Regions from separate parts of the Pan troglodytes genome. Here region 2 is linked to region 1. The links are chromatin contacts, called in public HiChIP or PLAC-seq maps. All regions are on one chromosome and are shown on one strand. Each heading gives the region's core, a stretch centred on a gene start, on an enhancer-like site or on the middle of the called end of the contact. The rest is flanking DNA. Distances are from core to core; before and after follow the strand shown.

Region 1 (4,674 bases), core at 1,207-3,706:
AGACATTTCTGGGGTGATTTCTTGTTAAACAGGCCATTTCAGAGACTAGGACTTGTAGTTCCAAAACCAGTTACAAAGGGGAGCACGGATAGGATTTGGACTTCTCTTTGGCATCCATCCCAGCTTATGGAATTAGCAGTGAACTTGAATCAAACCCAGGCAGCAGGCTTGAAAAAGATTTAATGGGCCTGGATTTTCTCTCTTCTTCACCCCTTTCCTGACCTCTACCCTGAGAGGATAATTAAAAGGAAAGAAAATCTCTATTTCATTGTAAATGTCATCCACCATTTTTATGAAACTTTTTTTTTTTAGACCATAAAAATACTTTGGGGAACAGTCTCTGAAATTTCCCTTAAACCTTAATAAATAAATCTCTAAATTTTCATAAAGAGTGCATGTCCTAACATTAAAAAAAATCATACTCTATTAACACAACATTGGATGGACTCCCAAACTGTTTCTGATGGAAGATTCAGAGCGGTTTTTTTTTTTTTTTTGAGAAGGAGTCTTGCTCTGTCGCCCAGGCTGGAGTGCAGTGGCAAGATTTCAGCTCACTGCAACCTTCGCCTCCTGGATTCAAGCAATTCTCTGCCTCAGCCTCCCGAGTAGCTGGGATTACAGGTGCCCGCCACCACGCCCGGCTAATTTTTGTATTTCTAGTAGAGACAGGGTTTCACCATCTTGGCCAGGCTGGTCTTGAACTCCTGACCTCGTGATCTACCCGCCTCGGCCTCCCAAAGTGCTAGGATTACAGGCGTGAGCCACCGCGACCAGCCTCAGAGTGGTTTTTACCCCAAAGTGAGCTCCATATTCCTCATTCTTTAGACAGTCGCTGGACATCTATTCTGCTGGCACCATGCTAGTTACCATTCCCCTCCCATGCAACTGTCCTCTTAAGATTTGATTACTGAATTAGAGATATTAAAAGGATTGAATGAACCTTACTGAAATAGTCAAGGCCGGTGGGAGCAAAGAAGTCCCTTCAGCACAGCAAGAAAAACATTTTAAGCTGTATCTTTAATATTGGTAAACTGGAACAATGAGACAGAACAACAGAAAACGCAGTATGTTCAGTCATAATAACTGAGGCTGGTGACTTGTAACAGGTAGGTGGATGAATATAGTAGCGTATTTAAAATTAGATGTATTGAAAGCAGGCGTTTCTCTGCGTCCCTCTTCAGATGGGTCAGCGAGCCCCCCAGACACTGGATTGATGACAGCTGTTGTTCCCCCCACCCCCCACCCCCAGTCTCAAAGCATTGCTATGGGTCGATGTCATACTTGTTTACTCAGGAATAAACAATGAAAGGAACTTTGTTAGGACCAAATCCTTCCTTTCAGCTCTGATGTTGCATGATCGGGGTGAAGTTTCCATCAAATGCGGGCACCTCAACAGGTAGCATTTTGTAAATGCCTCCTCCTACCTACCCTCCTCCTTCTCCCTCACAAGATTCTTCATTTTCGGTTTGAGAAGACGTTGGGGATCCTGGGAGAGGGTCCAGTGTCGTCAGGGCAGTTGCAATTGTTTATGCGATGAGCACGGTCACAGCGCTTGCAGAACAAAAGCATCGAAGAGAGGCGAGCGCCGGTCCACCTCCTGCAATCACAGGCATCATTTCAATGGAAGGCAAAGAAGGTGTAAGCTACAAGCAGAGGCAGCAAACGCCCTGGTTCCTACATTGCTGCTGCTACTATTACTGCTGTGGCTGCGCCTCCTCCAACACAGCCAACCAGGCTGCGTGCGAGCCCGGGCAGACGCCTGGCCGCCTCCCCACCCTTTCTTCCAGCCATCCATCTATCCTTCCACCCCAGGTCCAGGGGGCCCTACTGTGTGGCGGACTCAGGGCCGGGCACGCAACCCGACCCACAGTCTACGGAGTTCGAGAGCCTTCCCCCTTCCCCCCGCCCCGGGTGGGTGCGGCCAGTGGGGGATTTCACCGCCGAAAGGTCCAGAAAACCCAAGCCCAGAATCCGGGCAAGAGGCGCAGCCGGAGGCGGCCCGACCTGGGCGTCCCGGGAGCGCGCGCCTCCGAGGCCGCGCAGGGTCTCCCTGTCTGGCGCTCAGGTGGCTCCTCCGTCCACTCCGCCGCTCCCCTCCCCGGGCCCCCCCCTCTCCAGCGAGGGTCGAGTTTGACTGTGGCGCGCGGGGAAGGAGGGGCTACTAGGGATTTGAAAGTGCACGGGCTGCGGAGTGGAGCTCGCATCTGTTCCCGCCGCCCGCGAGCGGATTAAATTTCTGCAAATTCAAACTGAATGGGGCTTTCTTCTGCTGCCTTCCAGAGGGCGCCTGCAGCCCGCCGCGCGCTTCTCTCCGGCGGGAGCGGCCGCCCAGCGCACGGCTAGGAGCGATCGCGGGAGCCCGACCCAAGCCCGTGCGGGCCAGACGGCGGCGGCGAGGCGGAGGCTGCGGAGGCACCCGGGCTCCCGGACCCAGGCACCCGGACCCCGGGAACCAAGCGCCGCCGGACCGCGCCCCACCCCGCGCGCCCGAGCAGGGCGACTGTCATTAGCTTCCTGGACGGGACCCGGGGCGGGATCCTGGTGTCCTGAAAGGGGCCCGGGCGACCCTCCGAGGAAGAACTTTTGGGGGCGGGGTCCCCGGTCCCGCGTCCCCTGGGCAGCCGCTATTGTCTGCGCGCCTCGCTGGGCGGCGCGGGGGGCGTGATCGCGGCGGCCCCGGGCGCTGGGTGCGGAGACCCGGGCGGGGCTGGGCCCAGGGCGGCGTCGGGAGAAGCCGAAGAGCCTGGGGAGGAGGAGCTGCGAGCGCGGGAGACGAGCAGGAGCCGCGCGGGCCGCGGGCGAGCGCGATGCCGGCGGCGGCGGGGGACGGGCTCCTAGGGGAGCCGGCGGCGCCTGGGGGCGGCGGCGGCGCGGAGGACGCGGCCAGGCCCGCGGCGGCCTGCGAGGGAAGTTTCCTGCCTGCCTGGGTGAGCGGCGTGCCCCGCGAGCGGCTCCGCGACTTCCAGCACCACAAGCGCGTGGGCAACTACCTCATCGGCAGCAGGAAGCTGGGCGAGGGCTCCTTCGCCAAGGTGCGCGAGGGGCTGCACGTGCTGACCGGGGAGAAGGTGAGTCTCCCGGGCGCCGTGGGGCTGGGGCACAGGGGCGGTAGTCGGCGGCCAGGACCCCGCGGGGAGCACTGCACTGGGAGTCCCAGTGTGCAGTCCCGGGCCAAGCGCCTTCCCCCTCCGCCCGGCTTTCCTGTTGGGTTAAAACGCGCGCTCAGCATCTCGCAGCCTTTCCCGAAGGGCGGCCTGCGGTCCGCTGCCCGGGGGCTGGGGGCTTGGGAGGGGACGGCCTTGCCCCGGGAAGCGTCCCGCGCGGCCGTTCTGCTCGTGGAAGGGCGCCGCCTGGCGGACACTAGCGCGAGGGGCGGGATGGGGCCCCTCTGCCCTTCAGGCCGGCAGGGGCGGCGGATCCGTGGCGAGGCGGGAACCAGGGCTAGAGGAGGTGGGCTCTTATGTCGGGGGGCGGGGGGAGCAGGAAAGCTAACCGCCAGCCTCTGGGGGAGCTTAGAGTCTGATCCCCGTCCTGGGCTCTCGGAGGAGGTGGGAGAAGGCTGAGATCCTGCATTCCTTCCCACCTGTGGGCTCCGGCAGCTAGGGATTTTTTTTTGGCAGCTAGGGAATTTTTCGTGCTCAGAGGAGGGTTTTTGCCTCCGCCCTCCACTTGTCCATCCCTCAACCTGTGCTCCTCTCCATCCACTCAACCCTCCCACCCCTGCCCCCTCATCACCCACCATTCTCATCCCCGCCATTCTCATCCCCTTCTCTCCGTTCCCCCAGCTCCTCTGTGCCCTCCAGCCTCAGGGTGGGAGCTGCAGTGAAGACCCTGCTACTGGCAGGAACAGAGCTACAGATACCTCCCCCCAGAGACTGGGAGATACCTTCTTATCTTTCTAGAAGAGGGGAAAGGAAAGGGGACCTCCGCGAGACCGAAAGGGGCACCTCTCCAGCCTTGTTGGAAGTTAGATGGTTGTGAACCCTTGCCAGGCGAGGGGCAGGTAGATGGAAGGTGTAACTTAGAGCTGTGAGAAGAAACCCAAGAGCTGGTGACTCGCTTTTGAGGCCGGGTCACCCCAGGCTGGAGCTGCCCGAGCTCAGAGCCAATCCAGGCTGGAGCTGTCCCAAGCTCCTGTCATCTCGGGCTCAAGACTGCCCCCAGGCTGGGGGTGGCTCAAACCTGGAGGGGGACCAGCTCCTTTGTGTGGTCCGTGGGTCAGGGAGGCGTCAGCCGCAAGGAGGGAAGGCGGAGTTCACTTCCCAACCGAGCAGGTGGCCTGGGAGCCGAGCCCTCTGCCTTCCGACCTGGGGGCCTCTGCCCAGCCTGGGGCTGCCCTGTGAAACCCCTGGTCACAGGGCCAACCTGCCCTTCCTGCCTGTCTCTAGCCTCACCCCACCTGTAGTTCACTCCCCACCCCATTTCCCCTCTTTGTCTTGGGGCCTTTTGCCTGTGAATGCAGGTCTCCGTCACCCTTGTCATTTTCCCTGTGTTCCCTACAGCCGTTTTGAGTGAGGCACCGCTTTATTATGGGTATGTGGGGTTAGAGTGAGTAGTTTTTAGAGGTGCCTCCTGCCTGAATTCCCATGCAAAAAAGGAGCGTTCAGTATGAACTTGAGTAACTCTTCAAAGAAAAAGGAAAAACCTCCAAACCTCGTTCTAGTCCGCAGGGAG
Region 2 (4,674 bases), core at 661-3,160, 400 kb after region 1:
TGGAAATGAATCCGAGTTCATTTATTTATCTTTACTGGGGGGGCGGGGAGGTGTTAAATCCTATTATCTAAATCTGATAAATCAAAAAATGTATAGTTCTTTAAATTTTAAACTATTTACTATTTTAGAACTATGTTTTAAATTTAAAAGCTATTAATATAAAAATTAAACAAAAACAGCCTTTCTATAAGTAAAGCAAAACAACGAAAAGAGCCCACATGGCAAAAAATACACTCTATCGAAACAAACAAATAAAATGAAAGATGTAACACCAAACACGTTATTCCTTAAAAACATGTAAACAAGGTAATCTCATTCAAACAAAGAGCTTTTCCTACCGAACCAAAAATCTGCTTTTTGAGACGTTGTCTCGCTCTGTCGCCAGGCTGGAGTGCAGTGGCGCAATCTCGGCCCACTGCAACCTCCGCCTCCCGGGTTCAAGTGATTCTCCTGCCTCAGCCTCCGGAGTAGCTGGGATTACAGGCGCACACCACCATGCCCGGCTAATTTTTTATTTTGGTGAGGCTGATCTGGAATTTTTGTATTTTTAGTAGAGATGGGGTTTCACCATGTTGGCAAGGATGGTCTCAATCTCCGGATCTCGTGATCCAACCACTTCGGCCTCCCAAAGTGCTGGGATTACAGGCCTGAGGCACCGCGCTCGGCCTGGTTTGATTTTAATAGGTGCAAAGAGTTAATCTCAACTTTCAGTTAACTACTGGACACTGGTGTGCTCCTTTATTCCCAGTATTACACCAAGGAAAACGTTCCAGAAACGTCGATAAGCCGGTGGTGAATTACTGCCGTCGGAACATTTACGGCATTCAAAGACAGAAAAAAATTCATCTTGAAAAATCACAATCCAAAAACAACAGCCATTCTTACACCAATTCATAAAAAATATGTGCACCACTTTATCCCTAAATACTGCAAAAACATCAAAATGAGGGAACAGTGGAACAACAGAGGTAACTACTAGAACCAGGATTAGAAACTAATTCCTGCCTTCTTCTGAACTCTTTTGCTACATCCTCCTTCCTCGCCAATTTTCATGAGGTTGTTGGTGCTTTTATTGCAAGTTTCCTTCCCTTTCTTCCCCATAGCACTGTGTTCCGTCAACTCTGCGGCTCTATCACTGGAGGCTGTAGAGGCATCCGCTGATACACCAACAGCCTGCTGATCTCTATGGGGAGTAATAGTACTGGCTGCACCTCAAGTGCTTACAGTCTAGTTGACCATTTGTTTCTCTTTTTTTTAGGGTCTTTAAAAGTGTTATTCTTTGTCGCCCTTTGTTTCTGAGTAATGCTCACGATGATGCTGATTCAACCGCTGCTCTTCTGGGATCGCGGACCCCAGAAAAGAACCCACCGCCCGAGAGAAAAGTGGAGGGGTGACCCTCCTCCCCTTTTCCTGCCACAGCTCACACTGTCAGACTTTTTGGTCTTAAAGTCCCTGGGCAGCCCCAAGGAGCCCCCGCCTCCTCCCGGGCCGCCCACGCGCGGCACCCCTGGAAGAAGGCGACCCCACGCCCCCCCTGCCCGGCTCGACCCAACTGACAGCGAAGCAGGATGCAGTTGGTGTCCTCCTGGCTGGCCACCCAGCTCAGCGAGTCGCCCAGCGGCCGCCGGCAGCCGGAGCACAGGAACACCAGCGGCCTCTCCTCCGCAGCCGCCGCCTCCTCCAGCCGCGCCCTCTCCATGTCGGCCACCGACGCGTCTTCGCTCATGGAGCTCCACATGCTCGCCCACTTCTGCAGCAGCTGGTGGCGGCTCGAGTCTTCGGAGAGTCTCTTGCCCAACAGCGAGGAGTCGCGGCATTTGCCCTTGTCGCCGCACTCACAGCCGCCAGCACAGCCTCTACTACACCTCAGTGACCGAACGCCTGCCATTAACTACAAATCGCCCGCGCCCCAGAGCGCCATGGGAAAAAAAACCGCCGCTGCTCATGCGCGGGGCGGGGCGCGGTGGCGGAGGCCGAGAAGGGGCAAAAGCCTGAAGGGGGCGGGACGGCGGGCGGCCTCTAGTGCGCATGCGCGCCGTGCGGCCTTGGCCGGGCGTGATAGTCACTGCGCCTGCGTCAGGTTTTCCAGCCTGAAGAAATTGATGATGCAGACCTGTTGCTTGTCTTCCTAAGGATTATTCACCCCTTTCCGTGGGAGGGGCAGCGTCACTGAGAAAGTTACGGGCTGCAGGCTTGAGTGTCTAAGAACCACCTGGCGAGCTTCTTAAGCAGATCGCCAGGTTCCATCTTCGCAGACTCTGGTTCAGCAGGTAGCAGGTTAGCCCGAGAATCTGCATTTCTAACAAGCTCCTAGGCGTGCCCACGCTGTCAGTATTGGCAGCCCAACCTTTTTTTTGGGGGGGGGGGGGGAGTCTTTCTATGCTGCCGGTCTCGAACTCCTAGCCTTAAGCGATCTTCCCTCCTCGGCCTCCCAAAATGCCAGGATCGCAAGCGTAAGCCACTGTGCCAGACCACCACCCTTTTTCTTCTTTTTTGTAAGTGGACTAATTATAGTTGTATATAAGCAGCTCCACTTTTGATGACCACTGCTCTATTTTGTCGGCTCCTGGGGACCTCTTTTCCATGAAGTGGAGAAGAAAGGGGATAGAGGAGTCCCTCATCACAGGGTCCTTTTGCGCATTGCTATCCCTGGAATGAGACCCTGGGAAGGGCCCCGGATCACTCAGGCTGTCACTGCAAGGAAAAAGTTGAGGAAGCAGCAGTGCCCCTGGAAAGCCTGGAAGTGTCCCTGCTGCTTGGATCAAGGAACAATTCATCCTTGCAAGGAAGAAGCATCCTTTGTTGATGATAAGGACAGATTTCCTCAGCTGCCCCAGAAAGCCAGCCTCTGCCTAAAACACCGTAGGTCAGGAGGGAAAGCTGGCGGGGAACCAGCCAGCTGCACCACAGACAGTCTGGTGGTATACCTGGGAAGAAAGCTACCTGCAAGGACCTACTCTGTTCCTACTACGCTCTGGGTGTCCCCCAAGTTACTGCCTATTTTGCTTGGTTGCATAAACTATTTATGTAAATGTACTTCCAATTTTAGTGCTTACAGCCACTAGCAAAAAGCAAAAGCTTTGGAGTCAGTGGTCCTGGTTAACTTACCCCTCCCTCCACAAGGTAGTAACAGTGTAGGTAACTGTGGAAAAGGCTGTTTGCCTTCCCTGAGTCTAATTCTTCATGGAGTAAATGGAGTCTGTTTCTTCAGTACTACACCAAGTTGTTCATGAGGATCAAGTTTTCTAATATTCATGAAAATACTTTGTAAACCCTGGCACACCATGCTCATGTTAATCAGCTTCTTACTGGAAGAAAATGCTTTAGATAATTTAGGCTTTTTTTTTTACCCATAGAATTCCCTTCCTTCCTTCTGCTTTTTTTTTCTTTTCTTTATTTTTTCAGAGATGATGTTTCAATATGTTGCCCAGGCTGGTCTCGAACTCCTGGCCTCAAGCGATCCTCCTGCCTCAGCCTCCCAAGTAGCTGGAACTACAGGCATGCCTCACCATACTTTGCCCCTTCTGCTTTTGTGGAGCCAAGCCTGACCTTCCTGGACTGTTGTTTTCAAGCATAATATCTGTGGTACAACATTGATACAATCCACATGAGTTCTTTAAGTAAGTGGCTAGTTACTTGGGGATTCAAAGGATCATCTTGTCTCAGACTTTGGGTTCCTATTGTCAATACTTAAATTCTATGATAGGATGCCCCAGGAAAGAAGGAATACAAGGCCGAGCTGCATGGTGACTTTCAGGGGCCCTATTTTTGCCTTAGTAGGCCTTTCTCTCCATAAAGCAGTTAATAAAAATTTCATTTTATAGTCACATTGCTATGAAGATGATTATATTAAAATGATATCATAAAACATTTTTAGACCTGTAAGTTCATTTATTTCTCTTGATTAAAAAAATGAAACATTTTCATGGTCCTTCAGAATATCATGGTTTGTAGGCATGATGCCTCCTGCACATCATGGAGAAGTTGGCTGATGCAAAATGAATTCCTCTATAGGCACAAGTGTGTTTGTATTAATATTATGAATATAAAAACAAGGCTAGCCATGGTGGCTCATGCCTGTAACCCTGGCACTTTGGGAGGCTGAAGCGAGAGAGTCACTTGAGCCCAGGAGTTTGGGAACAACCTGGGCAACATAGAGAGACCCTGTCTCTACAAAGATTTCAAAATTAGCCAGGCATGGTGGTGCGCCCCTGTAGTCCCAGTTGCTTGTGAGGCTGAGGCAGGAGGATGGGTTGGGCTTGGGAGGTCGAGGCTGCAGTAAGCTGTGATTACACTATTGCACTCCAGCCTGGGTGACAGAATGAGATCCTGTCTCAAAAAAATAAAAAACAAAACAAAACCTCAGCTAACCACAAAATCCTATTTATGGGAGGACAAAATGAGATGCTTGAAAAAGATGACCTCGTAGTTTGTGGTTGTGGTTGCTTCCTAAACTACATTCTCACCGTACTTCCTAGTTATATAACTAGGAGATTTGGATAAGGTTGAGTCCATCTCCACCACTCTCACCACCAGTTCCGGGAATGAGTCCCTAGAGGTTTAACCCGATCAATCAGGATGACCATGACTCTTCCATAGCGATTGGGGCAGGGATGGCACCTACGCCTGGCGACCCGTGCTGCTCCCCTGGCAATAGGGATTGGCTCAGAATAA

The links. HiChIP or PLAC-seq counts read pairs in DNA pulled down with a chosen protein or histone mark.
Region 2: an H3K4me3 HiChIP or PLAC-seq map of stem cell-derived excitatory neurons shows a contact between it and region 1, with 2.8 times the contacts expected there. The contact joins the promoter of MIS18A here to the promoter of HUNK in region 1. A contact is called at or near these places in 1 of 7 Hi-C or Micro-C datasets (induced pluripotent stem cells) and 1 of 1 datasets of contacts at active chromatin or transcription factors (stem cell-derived excitatory neurons).

What each region holds. Positions count from the first base shown.
Region 1 is chr22:32,580,909-32,585,582 of NHGRI_mPanTro3-v2.0_pri, forward strand. HUNK (hormonally up-regulated Neu-associated kinase) reads left to right here and starts at 2,457. Exons shown (of 11, transcript NM_001071822.1): 1 at 2,457-3,068. The coding sequence starts at 2,808.
Region 2 is chr22:32,985,973-32,990,646 of NHGRI_mPanTro3-v2.0_pri, forward strand. MIS18A (MIS18 kinetochore protein A) reads right to left here and starts at 1,911. Exons shown (of 5, transcript NM_001071811.1): 1 at 1,558-1,911. The coding sequence starts at 1,888.